Linked DNA regions of Mus musculus: regions 1, 3 and 4 are each linked to region 2. The links are chromatin contacts, called in public Hi-C and HiChIP or PLAC-seq maps. All regions are on one chromosome and are shown on one strand. Each heading gives the region's core, a stretch centred on a gene start, on an enhancer-like site or on the middle of the called end of the contact. The rest is flanking DNA. Distances are from core to core; before and after follow the strand shown. Region 1 holds the start of Shroom1 (shroom family member 1). Region 2 overlaps Rad50 (RAD50 double strand break repair protein). Region 3 holds the start of Uqcrq (ubiquinol-cytochrome c reductase, complex III subunit VII). Region 4 overlaps Gm12216 (predicted gene 12216).

Region 1 (3,635 bases), core at 81-2,580, 200 kb after region 2:
ACTTGTTACCTGACAAAGGAATAAGGGGGCTCGGGGCTCAGAACTAGGGCTCTTGAGGGTGGAAACACCAGACCTGAAGGATGAAGCTGGCACTGGGGGCTGAATCTCGAGTGAAGGTGGACCCAGGCAAGCAACCAGACGTGGGACTTCAGGCAAGGTTTGTTGGGAAATTTGATAAAGACAATTTTCAGTGGGCAAAACCAGACCAAGGCAACACATGTAAGTCCAGGTCAGGGAACAGGAGAGGCACTGGAGAAAAGTCAAGCTCCGAGCTAATCGGGAATGAAACAGTCCTCTCAAGGGCCACCTCCCATCTGTCTTCCTGTGAGGACCTGTGCAGGCCTTTCCTTGCCTCCAGCCTTCCCTCAGTACCTGGAGGGCTGTTAACTGCACTCCCTGACTCTCCTTAGAGTCAGAGGTTCAGGGTTCAATGCTCAGATCTTAAATCCTAGCATTCCAGGCTAGGTCTGATGGGTGAGCTTTCAGGCAAACTCCTTGGTTCTCTTTTCTAGTCTCCAAAGCTATGGGTGACATTGCACCCCTGTGAGACATCTATTTTACAACATAGTAGCTGGTTATACAGTCTCTGCTGGTCTTGGGCAGACTCTGTGAGACGCAGGTTCCAGGAGGTGTAGAAAAAGCAGAGGGTGAATGACACCTAGGTAAAGATGGTCACTGCCATGGGTACAGCACATACCCCAGGGCAAAAGCTAAGCCCTGGGGACCACAAGGGGCAGCAGAACCACACAAAGAGGTGAGGAAAGAGGCGCTTGGAACACTAGGAGAGCGGGTGGCCTCTGATCAGTGCATTTCTAGGCCTTTTCAGTGGGGTTCACGGTCCGGGAAGATCGGGGGATTGGGAGGGACCCGGATTCTCCAGCAATCGAAGCTCAAGAACAGAGGGTCCTGAGACGGACGCCACTGTGTACATTGCGTCCCTGCAACAGCTGGGCCACCTGGACAGCTCTGTCCCCTGCCAGGCCTGGCCGAGAGTAAAGGTGCGCAGGGGCCCGATTCCACTGGCGCGGCCGGTCTGGACTCCGGGTCGGAAGGTCCAGACAGAATGACGGTCAGTCAGGCTGCTTCGCGGCCACCGCTGTCGCCGCCCCGACCCTCCCGTCCTTGTCTCCCTTTTGGGAAGCAGATCTGTGGACCACGCGCTGTGTGTCCCCTCACCCGGTCCCGCTGCGTACCTGTGGCTCCAGCCCGAGACGCACTTCAGGGCGCCGGCGATCCCTCAGTGACATCCGAGCCCTGGGCTCCAGCTCCCGACGCCACCTCCAGTCTCCGGCCGCAGCAGGGGAGGCGCCACCTCCGGCCGAGGAGGGGCCGGAGTCTGGAGTGGCGGCAGGGCTGCGGGAGCCGCGCCCCTTCCTCTTGCGATTCTGTACGTGGCCCTAGTCCCCGGCCCTGGACCTCTAACCACCGCAGAGAACTCGAGCCGGAGGGCGATCGAAATCCTCCAAGCACTGCCGGATCCGCAGGCAAGACTTATGGACCAGCAGGCTCCTCAGTGCGGAGGTCAAACCCTCCCGGAGGCAACAAAGGCTCACCTTCCTTTCTTCTTCTTCTTTTAACCTTTAAAAAAATTACATTTATTTATTTACTTAATAATTTGGGAAGTAAGTAATGGGGGAAGCTCCCTTGTGGAGAAGTCGGTACTTTTCTTCCACCCTGTGGAGTACTAGATTCCAACTGTGAAGATCTGGTTTGGTGACATGAACATTTATCCACTGGACCATCTCTCCCGGCCGGTTCTCTTAAACTCCACGATGAAAACAGATGTGCCTGGAGTTCCTGCCTCATGCTCTCTCTCCCTCTGAGTGTGCTTTAGATGGCTGGCTACCTGATCAACTCTGCTCTTCAGACCCACATTTCCAAAACCATGCCACCTACTGGACTCTTTCCACAGGCTCTCCTCTCCTGTCTTTGTCTCCTCGCTTCCCATAGCTCCCTCCACCAGACCCACACCGAACGGAGCCCTGAACTTATGTGCTCGAATCTGCTACTAGGAGTGGGGTCTTCACCTTTTGGTAAAGACTTTGAACTCCTAAACTCCCGTCTGTACATCCTGAGTGCTGGAGTCTTTTTTTCAGCTCAGATGACCGGTGCCACCTGGTCCTCATTCTCTGTGTGTGTGGTGTATGCATGTGTACCTCTCGAGATTGGGTCTTTTCTTTTCTTTTTCTTTTTTTTTTTTTTTTCCGTTTTTGATTTTTCAAGACAGGGTTTCTCTGTATAGCCCTGGCTATCCTGGAACTTACTTTGTAGACCAGGCTGGCCTCAAACTCAGAAATCCGCCTGTCTCTGCCTCCCAAGTGTTGGGATCAAAGGTGTGCGCCAACACTGCCCAGATACTATTGGGTATTTTATTCTATCATTTCTACACCTTATTTTTTGAAACAAGGTCTCACACAGAAGTCATCAATTTGGCTAGACTAGCTGGCCAGCCAACTCCATGAGTCTGCCTACACACACACACACACACACACACACACACACACACACACACACACACACACCACATGTCCCCTGCACTGGGTAACAATGTAAGCTGTGGCACCTAGCTTTTCCCTTAGCTACTGCAGACCCAAGCTCAGCTCCTCATGTTTGAGTGGCAAGCACTTTGCCCACTGCCCCACTGCCCATTCGTCTCATGGTCAGCAAGCTCTGTGACTCCAACTCTGTAAAAGTCTGTCCATTTGAGGACTCTGGAGAACTTGCCCAAGTCTCAGAAAGCACAGAGCCACAGAAGAGGAGAGACATCTAGATTCTCATTTTTATGTAAGTCTCCTTACATAGCCTAGGCTGGCCTGAATCTAGAGTTTCAGACAGCTGCCACATGGAAGCTGGGAACCAAACCTAGATCCTCTATTGGGATAGCAAGTGTTCCTAACCATTCAGTTGTCTCTCCAGTCTACCATATACAAATGAAAGAGACAGAGACAGAGACAGAGACAGAGACAGAGTCAGAGACAGAGACAGAGACAGAGACAGGCAGAGGGAGGGGGTTGGTGAGAGGGAGAGAGAAACTAGTTGCAAAAGCAACGGTTTGAGAAAAGTCACTCAGTATCCCAGATGGAATCATTTGCCCATTCTGTGGACTGTGTTTATGTTTTGTGTGTGTCCGATCTGATGACAGTCCTGGTTGTGTCCTGATCCTCACTGGTACAGAATGTTCCGTGTGTGCCTTGTGCAGTGGTTTGTGAGGCCTCCTGTGAATGTCAGTTCAGCTCCTGGCAGCACCAACATCTAACTGGCATTGGTAGGCCAGCTTCTAGGTCTTGGGGTCGGCTTCTCCTTTTCACAGAAGAAAAGTGGAACGGGGTGGGGTGGGAGGTGTCTCAGGAGTCAGGCTCCTTGGCTGTCTCCTCTATCCCTAGAAGACCTCGGAAAATAGAGACCTCAGGCTCTCTAGGCCCAGGACCTGGCAGCCCAGACTCCCGGATGGAGTTTTGTCTGTCAGTGCCTATGAATGGGTACTCACAGGCTTTGGGAAGAAGGACAACAGAGAGCACAGTGGCAGGTGGAGTCAGAACACTTTCCTCCCCCTGAGACAAGGTTTCTCTGTGTAGCCTTGGCTGTCCTGAAACTTACTTTGTAGACCAGGCTGGCCCCAAACTCACAAAGATCTA
Region 2 (3,289 bases), core at 412-2,911:
TAGCTGTGAAACTTGCCTTCCTACCACTGGAGTGACTTTGTTAGTCCTGTCTCCTGAGAGCTGAGGTAGCTAGGGCAGGCATGGTGTTCAGGTTTAACAGGAAGCTTTGGCTTTCACAAGCATTTCTTCTTTCAGTGTCTAGAGACTACTGCTTTAAAAGAGAATTGAAGTAAGGGTAGGCCTGTGGAGGTTAGTGCACACTGGTACTAGCCCTGGTGACTGATGAGAGAGTCAGGCTTCTAAGTCAAGGCCTCCTTTTGAGCCACAGATGCCTTCGGGTTGGTAAAATTCACAGATCTAAAAAATAAAAGGTAGAAGGGGCTGGCTTTTGATGAACCTTAGCAATTCTAGAAAAACTGGCCACGGTGCATGGTGGCACACACCTTTAGTCCCAACACTCATGAATCAGAATCAGGTGGATCTCTGAGTTCAAGGCCAGCTTGATCTAGAGGACAGCCTGTAGAGACCCTTGTCTCAAAGAGAAATAAAAATTCTAGAATGGCCAGACAGCAGTTCCAGAGACTTTACTTTGTTCTGCGACAAGAACCTCTGGCTAGCTACACCCTCAGCCTTAGCACATAGGTCTGCCCGCAACAGGCCTCTTGCCAGTTCTGGAGAGGCTGCCCCCCAATCCCTCTCCATTGTGATCTTAGGGCCTAGGAAAGAAGTCTGTTAAAGATTTATTTTCTAAAAGGTTCTGGGGATTTGTTTTTAGACAGGGTTTCACTGTATAGCTTTAGGGAATTTACTGTGTAGACCAGGCTGGCCTCTGCCTCCTGAGTGCAGGATTAAAGGTGTGTATGTGTGTGTACCACCACACTCAACCCTTGCAGCTTCTGAGTACTTTAAGAAGTCCTTGGATGCCAGAGGAAAAGACGGAGATGCGTGACAACTTGGGGCCTGGCAGTTCTCAATACCAGGGAAATGGCACTGCTTGGTCCTGTTTAACTTTTTTCTAGACCTTTCCATAGTCTACTTTTCTAATTAAAAGTACTAGGGGTCTGGAGAGATGGTTTTGCGGTTAAGAGCACCAACTGCTCTTCCAAAGGTCCTGAGTTCAAATCCCAGCAAACACATGGTGGCTCACAACCATCCTAACAAGATCTGACGCCCTCTTCTGGAGTGTGTGAAGACAGCTACAGTGTACTTACATATAATAAATAAATAAATCTTTAAAAAAAAAAGTACTAGGGCAGTGATATTATTATCATTATTAGTATACATATTCATATATAATTTAGCATATACTACTACATAGTTATGTCTTTCATATAAATAGTACATATTGTATTAAGTAAAACTGACTTCCTTTTTCCAGAGCAATTATGAAATTTCACAGTATGAAAATGGAAGAAATCAACAAAATTATTCGTGATCTTTGGCGGAGTACCTATCGTGGGCAAGGTAACTAACATGGTGTGTCTCAAATGCTTGTTCCAAAGCTCTGCCCACAGCCTCTCCTGTATGACCTTAGTTGCCAGCTTTGCCTTCTCAAACCCCTTCCTGAGCAAGTCTTTGAGAGTTTTCTAAGAATTCTTATCTTTGCAACATCTTACAACAAAATGAAAATGCAGTTTCTCTTCCAAAGCCCTGTACGACTCATATTGGCTGCAGCAGACACATTTAGCTGATGACATAATGGGTTCTGTGAAAGCGCAGATAGGGATAGGCCCAAGTGTGATAAGAAAAGTACCCAAAGGAAACTCTTAGAAAAGAGCTGGGCCCAGGCGGGGGTGGGCCATCCAGGCTGCATCTGGGCAGACCACATGATCTGAGTCTTCCTGGCCAGAGAGTTTGCAAGGCAGCCAGTGCTCCTAAGGACATCAGACTCACTGTCGTCCCAGGCTTCTATGACGATGTGTTTAAGTGACAAAGGTGTAGTGTAGGTTCTCTAAATTACTCTGCTTACTGTCTCAGATATTGAATACATAGAAATTCGATCTGATGCTGATGAAAATGTATCGGCTTCTGATAAAAGGCGAAATTACAACTACCGAGTGGTGATGCTGAAGGGGGACACAGCCTTGGACATGCGTGGACGATGCAGTGCTGGACAGAAGGCAGGTATCAGCAATCTAGGGAGCCATCTTAGCCTGGAAGATGGCCCTGATGTCACAGAAGTCTTAGAGGACCATTACATGAACGAGAAGCTCCTACAGCTTCCTGGCCACCTTGTGAGACAGACATGGCTACCATCAGTGCACCATCCTGGTGCCAGCCAACATGCCCTGTAGCCCTCTGAAGATCACTTTTAAGAAAAAAGGGTCAAGGGACTGGAGAGATGGCTCAGTGGTTAAGACCACTGGTTGTCCTTTCTTAGAGGTCCTAAGTTCAATTCCTAGCAACCACATGGTGGTTCACAACCTTCTACAATGGACTCTGATCCCCTCTTCTGTCATGCAGTCATACAGGAAGACGAACACTCATACATAAATATATTTAAAAGGAAAAGAGTCAAAGTTACTCAAACCCATTTTCACTTCACAGCATTCCTCAAAGTAAAGTCACTGTTTCATGGGCCCCAAAGATGCATTCTGGTATAACAATGGGCAGGAACATCTCAGAACCTCAGAAGTAATAGTAATTATACTGCCAATCATAAATAACACTAGTAGGGGGAAGGACGTGCCTAAGTTGGTAGAGTGCTTGACCAGCATGATCAGGCTTTGGGTTGACCCCACCACTCTCTAAACTTGGCTATAATCCCAGCACATGGAAGTAGAGACAAGAGAGAAGTTCACAGTTAGCCTGGGCTACAGAGTGAGTGAGCCCAGCCTGGGCTACAGAGGGCCATATTCAGATGAACAAACAACACAGCAAACTAGGAGACATTCTAATCTGTGTCACTGAGAATATAGCCCCTGCATGGGCCTTAAGCTCCATTTCCCCAGCACAGCTTTGGGCTGGGCCTCAGACCATTGAATAGAGAGATCTGCTGTCAGAGCTTTGGTATCATAGGGACTTTCTGCCCCTTACCACTTAAATAAGACACAGTGGCACTACATGAAGCTCCTGGAGGAGGGGTAGTATGTAGGTTTGGAGTACAGGGGAAGTCAGGATGAGAAATGATGTCTCAATAAGGCTAAAGCATGAGACCTGCATCCCAGGAGCACAGGAAGGTCATGAATGTTTGATTTCTGCTAACCATACACAGAGTGCGGATTCTGAGCTGTCATATTAAAGCAGATTTTCATAAAACTTCACAGGCTTAGGGAAGGATGTCACATTACTGGCATAATTATCCCCGTTACTGCCAACCCAGGCAGCTCACACCGATTTCAGGCAAATG
Region 3 (3,408 bases), core at 297-2,796, 220 kb after region 2:
AACGACCAAAAGTCATCCAGTCCTAAAGGCCTAACTTCAACCCCTGTGATCCACAGAGAAAAAGGGAGAAGAGACTTCTACAGCTCGTCTTCTGACCTACACCCCTAGCACTTACATACCAAATACATATTTTAAAATGTAGTGACAGTACAATATCCTGATGCCCTTGTTTTGGTCTACAATTCACTTGACTATACTTTGGTTGAAAAATCTTGAGACATCAGCAAATGCAATTAAATAGACATCGTATTTATTCTTTAACCAACCACCCAGATGGCAGAAATCAGGACAGTGTTTTAGTCCTTGATTAAAGTATTTGTGTCCCGGCCTTGGAGGTGAGATCAAGCTAGATAATGTTTAAGGAAAATGGGGGCAGGGTGGAGGTGGGGGGGAGAATGTGCAGGTGCACCATGAAAGGCTATCTAGCACCCCTTGGAAGGAGACTATCTCTTGGGAGAAAGTCAAAACACACTAATGACACAGGATAAAAAAAAAATCAGTTTGCCCAGCACCAGATAGATAAGGCTGAAGTACTCTTGCAAAACTGAAGCTCACCGCCAAACTGCCCCAGTTTGATTGCCAGATTATTTACAGCCAGTTAACCCATTTACAGCCACTGAGAGGAGGAGAAAGGGCGGTGAGTCCCACAGGATAATATTAGCTAGGAGAATGAATGCACTTTAGAGAAAACATAACAGTTCCTTAGAGAGTGGGGTCTGGGTTTGATGACACACTCAGCCCAAACCCACCACTTTCTCCTTGGCTCCCATCACCACTATGTGCGTCTGACAACTGCCACACTCGTTCGTGGCTGAACTGGGAGAAACGTTTATGTCACATCTTGGACAAGTCTACAGCCTGCCAGTGGCTTGCTAGGCAGTGTGTACCAAAGCTCTAGATCCGTGTCCTTAATTTTGTACTGTGGTCAGTGAAGGCCCTTTTGGTTATGAGGACCACATATACCTGGTGGAGAGTAAGGGACAGCAGAAGAACGAGGAGAACAAGTCTTTTTGTTTTTTCTTTTTAATTTTTGAGCAGCTGCCGGCTGTTATGCAAAGGCCTGGTACTGAGCGGAAAGGACCGCCTCTTGGAACACCCAGGTGCTCCTAAGCCACGCCCATCACCCTAATCCGCGCCCCATGCACCTATAGGCCCCGCCCCGTGCACCTCTCGACGGGGGACCTTACGGACGTATCCACCTAAGATCCCCAGGGTGGCTAATAAGCCCCGCCCACTTGCTTGGCACCCCTCCCACCAAGCCACCATTCCTCTTCAAGCCCCGCCCCTTGGCAACATCAACCTCTCCCGTGCGTTCACTACTTACCGTAAGCCCACAAGCACCTCTATAAGCCCCACCCACGTGTCGCTAGAAGCGCCTCTAAGCTCCGCCCAGCCCTCTTGGTACTGGTCCTTTCCGGCTACACGAAGGTCAGGCCACGCCCACTCAGGTCAACTGACAATTTTTTTTTTGAGTCTCCCCCTTGAGATCGAAAGAAAATGGTAGTTCCCGGAAATGACTTCACGTTCTCTAGGCTCGGCTTCCGCTCCTCCCGGAAGTGACGGGCGAAAGCCGGCTCAGAGCTCTGGAGGTAGAGGTGACCGATCCTGGGGGTCGGTGTTAGGCCGTGGGAGGTTTTTCGCGAGACTGAGCCACGCGTCTATCTTCTGTCCCAGGGCCGCCGTCACCATGGGCCGCGAGTTTGGGAACCTGGCGCGGATACGGCACGTGATCTCCTACAGCTTGTCGCCCTTTGAGCAGCGCGCCTTCCCAAGCTATTTCAGCAAAGGCATCCCCAACGTGCTGCGCCGCACTCGCGAGCGCATCCTGCGCGTGGCGCCGCGTGAGTGCGGGGCGGGCGGGGTACAGCCGCGCACCTCTCCTTCCGACGCCCTCGCGGGGCAGACGTGGAGGAGTTCTTATCATATCGAAATGACTGGCCTAAGGTCACTTGGGTGACTCCAACGGCTCCCTCTGAGGTCATCGCTGGCCACTATCTGTGATGAAAGGCTGATGCAATCAGTGTCTTGTGTTAGATGTGCGGCCGATTTTGCTGTCGGTTTCATGGCATTGTGAATATCCGTGAAGGTGCACTTAAATTTGATGGAGAGGTTGAGGCCCGATCTTGCTGTAGAAGCCAGGCTGGCCTTAAACTTGAGATTTTACTGCCCTCTCCTCGGGACTGTTGGCTGGAATTGTAGGCATGCGCCAGCACAACAGTACTTTTTAAAATGGTGAAGATTATGTTAGGTAAATTCCGTGATTTTTTTTTTTTTAATTTGGTGTTAACTAGGAAAGCGAAGGCCACATCTTCCTGGGCTGATATCTTTGTTTTGGTTGCTTATAAAATGGTTGTGTACTATAACCATTTTGAACCTCTTATTAAAAGTAGTTTCTGGTCATAATGGTGTCTACATTTAATCCCCAGCAATCCTGAGACAGAAGCAGGTGGATCTATGTAGTTTTGAGGGAGTTCTAGACCAGCAAGGGCCTTATACTGTGAGCTTGTCTTAATACAGCAACAGAAACTTAGGGCTGGGGATGGTTCAACATCTTTCCTGCTCTTTCAGAAGATCCAGATTCCATTCCTAGCACCCATATGGTGGCTTACAATCATCTGTGACTTAAGTCCTGAGGGATTTGCCATTCTCTTACTCCCTTAGTCACCTCGGTATGCCCTGAGCCACAGCACGCACGCATGCCTTTAATCCCAGTGCTTAGGAGGCAGAGGCAGGCAGATCCCTGAGTTCATGGACAGCCAGGCTTACACAGAGAAAGAAACCCTTTCTCCAAAACCAAACAAACAGTTGAAGCTAGGGACAGTAGAAGGACAGGCAGAATTGGTTGAAAGTCAGAAAGGAGGACATGGACTGACAGAGGTGGGTGGATCTCTTGTTTGAGGTCTGTCTGTCCACTCAAGGAGGCCATATCAAAAAAGGAAAAAAAAAAAAAAAAGCCAGAGAGCTGGGGCACTGGTGGTTGTGGTACAGGTGCCTGTTCATGTAAATGACCCAGTGTGGTTCCTCCCAGCACCCACATGGTGGCTCACAGCCATCTATATAACTCCAGTTCCAGGGCACCTAACATCTTCTTGCCCCCAGGGAGCTACATGCATATGTATGATCAGACATGCATGTAAACCCCTCCCCCCCCCACACACACAATAATAATAAAATAGAAACTTTTTAAAATGTCTGTACTCATGGCTTCCTCTCTTGATCCCTACAGCGTTTGTAGTGGTCTACCTGATCTACACATGGGGCAACCAGGAGTTTGAGCAGTCGAAAAGGAAGAATCCAGCCATGTATGAAAATGACAAGTAGACGGCCTGCACCTGGGTGACAGTCCCCTGCCTCTGAAAGACCCTTCTCTGGGAGAGGAATCCACACTGTAGTCTTGAAGACAATAAA
Region 4 (3,364 bases), core at 625-3,124, 140 kb before region 2:
CCCCTCATGAGGAAGGAGGCGTTTTCTCACACAATTTAACTAAGGGTCAAAGGTCAGGCAGGGAAAGATGGGGTGCTGAACAGGGAGACCCCCTTTCATAAACTTTTGTACTACAAAGAGCCTTGGAGCTGGTTCAGGCCATAATGGTTTGCTCCAGCTGTCTTGCTGGCCTCTGACTTGCCCATAAGTAAAGTATGAATCACCGACTGACATTGACTCGAGACCAATCTGCTCCCTCTGAGCATCCCTACAGAGTTCTGCCCCTGCCTGCCCTCAGGGAACCCCCCGGGAGCAGGGTGCTGGCTGGACGGCTTCCTCTTGGCAGCTTCTCCAGAGCCCTGGGGACCAAGGCAAGCAGAAAGCTGGCAGAACAGCTTCTGAATTGAAACTGGAAAATGAAACTGGAAAAATCAAAGCCTCACATCCTGCAGGGCGCCAGGCTCTCTTCCACAAGGAAGAGTTCCCAAGGGAGAAAGGCGCATGCTCAGTGAGGGTGGCTGGGTTGTCAATCCATAACGTGGCTTCGTGTGCCATTTCCAACACTGCCTGGGGTGGGAGTGGGGCTGCCTTCACTCCCACCGCCTGCCTGGATGTCCCCATGAGCCAGGAGGCACTCACACAATCTAACTGGGGGTCAAAGATCAGGAATCCTGGGCTCAGCTCCTCTAACTCCACCTCTACAGATACACACGAGTTCCAGGGTACACACACGATGGCAGCCTGGGTAATCCAGCAGGTCAGCCTTCAGACAGATAACAGATTTCCTGACAAAATTAGGATACAGGAGAGAATTCAGCGCAAAAGAGCTACAAATTGACCTGCTGACTCCACCCTACCCTTCATCTCATCTGAAATGTCTCCTCCTCCGGGAAGAGCTGCTCAGATCCCTCCAGCCCTACACATACATCCCTTAGGTTAAGGCCGCTTGAAACTAAACTGCACCTTCTCTTTACCTTGCCTTTGCTAGCTAGCTATATGCTAACATACCCAGCATCTGCCTCTTTCAGTGAACTGCACTCCTTTGCGGCTTAGACTTTGTCTGTGAGGCTTATGTTACGTCCCCGTGCTGCCAAGTACACACTCAGTGTGGAGTCCTTATGATGCTCCCTCAAGACTACTATTGCCTCAGGGGCTCTGGTGTCTACAAGTCTTCCCAGACCTTCATGTGACGCTGTGGTGGTGACAGATACCCCGAGTCTGCAGTTTCCAGTCTCTAGCCCCAGGTCATGGAATACTTGGACTGTCTCCAGTATCTACAGGATTCTAGGTTGGGGGTGGGGATTGGTCATGTGGTTAAACCTCCTGTGGCACATTCAACATAGCTCTGTCTCTGCCCCCTTATCTAAACAGCTGGACGTCACGTAGCCCATTCCACAGACACAAGGACACTTGACTCCAGAAGGACCAGAAGAAAAGCCATTTTCATTGCGTCACGTAGGAGCTAAAAGGTTGGGGAAATGAGCGATTTAAAAAAAAAATTTATTAAATTGTGCCTTCGTGTGTGTGTGTGTGTGTGTGTGTGTGTGTGTGTGTGTGTGTGTACCCTGTTGTTACCCTAGCTTAGAGCAGTTATTACTATGAATACATCTCCCAAACACACAGAGCAGGGTAAACATGAGGGGCCTGCCACCTCATCTTCCTTCCAATGTTTGTCTAGGATAGGACAATAGCTTCATTTATTTAATGTGAAGTTAGAAGTCTTAGCAGAGGAAGGTGACAAACTCAAACTGCCAACCGTTTGAACTGTGGCCTGGCCTGGGCTGAAGACGATGTGGCCAGTGCAGATGGTGAGGGCCCAGGGGCAGCCCACTTCCTCCCTCCCTGCCTGCCTCTGCCTGTCTCTGTCTCACCAGCAGGCTTCCCAGGGCTGCAGGAAGTGAGGCAAGGAGCAGACCTTTTGGGTGTGTTTGTGGGGGGAGTGCGGGAGTAGGGGAGTGGGGCATAGACGGTGCAGCTGCCATGTTTGAGGATGGAAGATTGGTCCTCTCTGGGTCCGGACTTCTGAGCTGCCACGGGCTAGTGTCTGCCTTCTTGCCACTAAGCCTGCTCGACATTAGTCTGCAGCAGGCTCTTCTGTCTTGCGACTGAGTGCCACGGTCTTGATGGTCCAGGGAGACAGGAAGGGGGAGAGTCGAGTCTTCTCTTGGAGGAAATGCAGCTGTGGTTTTGAGACGTTCATAGTGCTGAGCTGTGGTTGGTGTTTCTCAGGGTTCTCAGAGGTGAACGCACGGTCAGCCCCGTGTCACCAAATAAGGTTCACAGTGACCCTAGCAACAGTCTTCACTGCCCATTGGCTGCCGCGGCTGCCATGAGAGGCGGGCTGCTGTTTCCACATGCACAGAGGTTCCTCTGCCTGAAATCATTGCCCTTCAGAGCACCGCAGAAAGGGACCGTGTTATGAACAAAGGTGGACAAGCGGGGGTGGGGTGGGGCGGGGCGGAACTCTGCCGGCCCTGTGAGTTTCAGAGTCCAAACCTCCTGAATCATCACACAGATACTGACCAACACCATCTGTGCAGTGGCCAGAGCCCAGCTTGCGGAGACAGGCCCTCTACCCCCTGCCCGGGCTTCCAGCCTGAACTCCACAGTAGTTACCATTTTGGTTCAGCTCATTTTCCTTTGTGCCAGGCACTGAGCTAGACTCTTTCTATATGAGATGCCTTTGAATCAGTAACCCTGTTACCCCTCTTTTATACAGAAACCGAGGCTGAAGAAAGTAAGGACTGACCCAAAGTTATAAGTCACACTTTAATCTCAATTTAGATAGCTCCAGATCCCATGCTGTTGGCCACTGTACTGTACCGAGTGTCTCTGGCTCAGCCACTCAGCGTTCTGACATAAGGGGGATTAAGATGAAGTCTGCACATGTGACGTATGCCTGGGGAACCTGGTGCCAAGCAGTAGATTGTCTGACTATATATATACATACATACACACATACCTCAGCAGGGTGACCTGGGCATCCCCCCAACAGGCCTCCCAAGGGTCCCACATGGTCCTCCAAGGAGTATGCTGCTCAAACATTGAGGTTTGGGAACCAGATTCCGCTGTGCCTCTCTCTGGTATTTGGTCTCCACTTCCTCTTCTGGACTTCTTCCCATCCCCCACCCAACTGCACCACCAGTGTGAGGAGCAGACAGAAGGCCACCAAAGAGGTGCTAGCCTGTGGGAGCCAGGGGAAACAGGACTGGCAGGCCAGGCCGAAGGGTTCAGAAAGGAAAGAGTCAAAGTAAAAGAGCAGCCATTCCTCCTCTACCCAGACAGCGCTGCTGCGGGGTTAGAGCACCGCCTCCCTAAGGACCACTTTCTAGACCAAAAGTAAAACTGAAGAGGCTGAGGCCTGGCTCAGTGCTAGGAAGCACTT

Evidence for each region. A called contact is a pair of places that touch in the nucleus more often than the background predicts. HiChIP or PLAC-seq counts read pairs in DNA pulled down with a chosen protein or histone mark.
Region 1: a Hi-C map of bone marrow-derived macrophages shows a contact between it and region 2, with 43 read pairs. The contact joins the promoter of Shroom1 here to the enhancer-like site in region 2. A contact is called at or near these places in 11 of 39 promoter capture datasets (the 3T3-L1 cell line, 3T3-L1-derived adipocytes, the C10 cell line and 7 more), 1 of 15 datasets of contacts at CTCF or cohesin (large pre-B cells), 5 of 484 Hi-C or Micro-C datasets (the G1E-ER4 cell line, the HPC-5 cell line, LSK cells and 1 more), 20 of 115 datasets of contacts at active chromatin or transcription factors (the NIH/3T3 cell line, bone marrow-derived macrophages, craniofacial prominence and 12 more) and 3 of 9 other capture datasets (adipose tissue, liver and pancreatic islet).
Region 3: a BATF HiChIP or PLAC-seq map of CD8 T cells shows a contact between it and region 2, with 9 read pairs. The contact joins the promoter of Uqcrq here to the enhancer-like site in region 2. A contact is called at or near these places in 1 of 484 Hi-C or Micro-C datasets (erythroblasts), 8 of 115 datasets of contacts at active chromatin or transcription factors (the 230-238 cell line, CD8 T cells, the SCID.adh cell line and 4 more) and 3 of 9 other capture datasets (adipose tissue, liver and pancreatic islet).
Region 4: a BATF HiChIP or PLAC-seq map of CD8 T cells shows a contact between it and region 2, with 6 read pairs. The contact joins two enhancer-like sites.

What each region holds. Positions count from the first base shown.
Region 1 is chr11:53,454,900-53,458,534 of GRCm38.p6, reverse strand. Shroom1 (shroom family member 1) reads right to left here and starts at 1,330. Exons shown (of 8, transcript NM_027917.3): 1 at 1,194-1,330.
Region 2 is chr11:53,653,648-53,656,936 of GRCm38.p6, reverse strand. Rad50 (RAD50 double strand break repair protein) reads left to right here. Exons shown (of 25, transcript NM_009012.2): 22 at 1,319-1,404; 23 at 1,918-2,060. Among named protein-coding and RNA genes, the nearest start is that of Il13, 21 kb to the right of the region's middle. Within about 2 kb of position 1,661, at least 51 of the 459 cell types and tissues checked have an H3K27ac peak or open chromatin away from gene starts, as enhancers often do. A contact at or near this core is called in CD8 T cells, the G1E-ER4 cell line, the HPC-7 cell line and 3 more, where this site is marked.
Region 3 is chr11:53,428,969-53,432,376 of GRCm38.p6, reverse strand. It overlaps Uqcrq (ubiquinol-cytochrome c reductase, complex III subunit VII), which reads left to right and starts at 1,546. Exons shown (of 2, transcript NM_025352.3): 1 at 1,546-1,841; 2 at 3,227-3,408. The coding sequence starts at 1,688. The coding sequence ends at 3,321. It also overlaps a transcript of Gdf9 not described here.
Region 4 is chr11:53,793,896-53,797,259 of GRCm38.p6, reverse strand. The region is part of intron 3 of Gm12216 (predicted gene 12216); the gene reads left to right. Among named protein-coding and RNA genes, the nearest start is that of Irf1, 26 kb to the right of the region's middle. Within about 2 kb of position 1,874, at least 255 of the 459 cell types and tissues checked have an H3K27ac peak or open chromatin away from gene starts, as enhancers often do. A contact at or near this core is called in CD8 T cells, where this site is marked.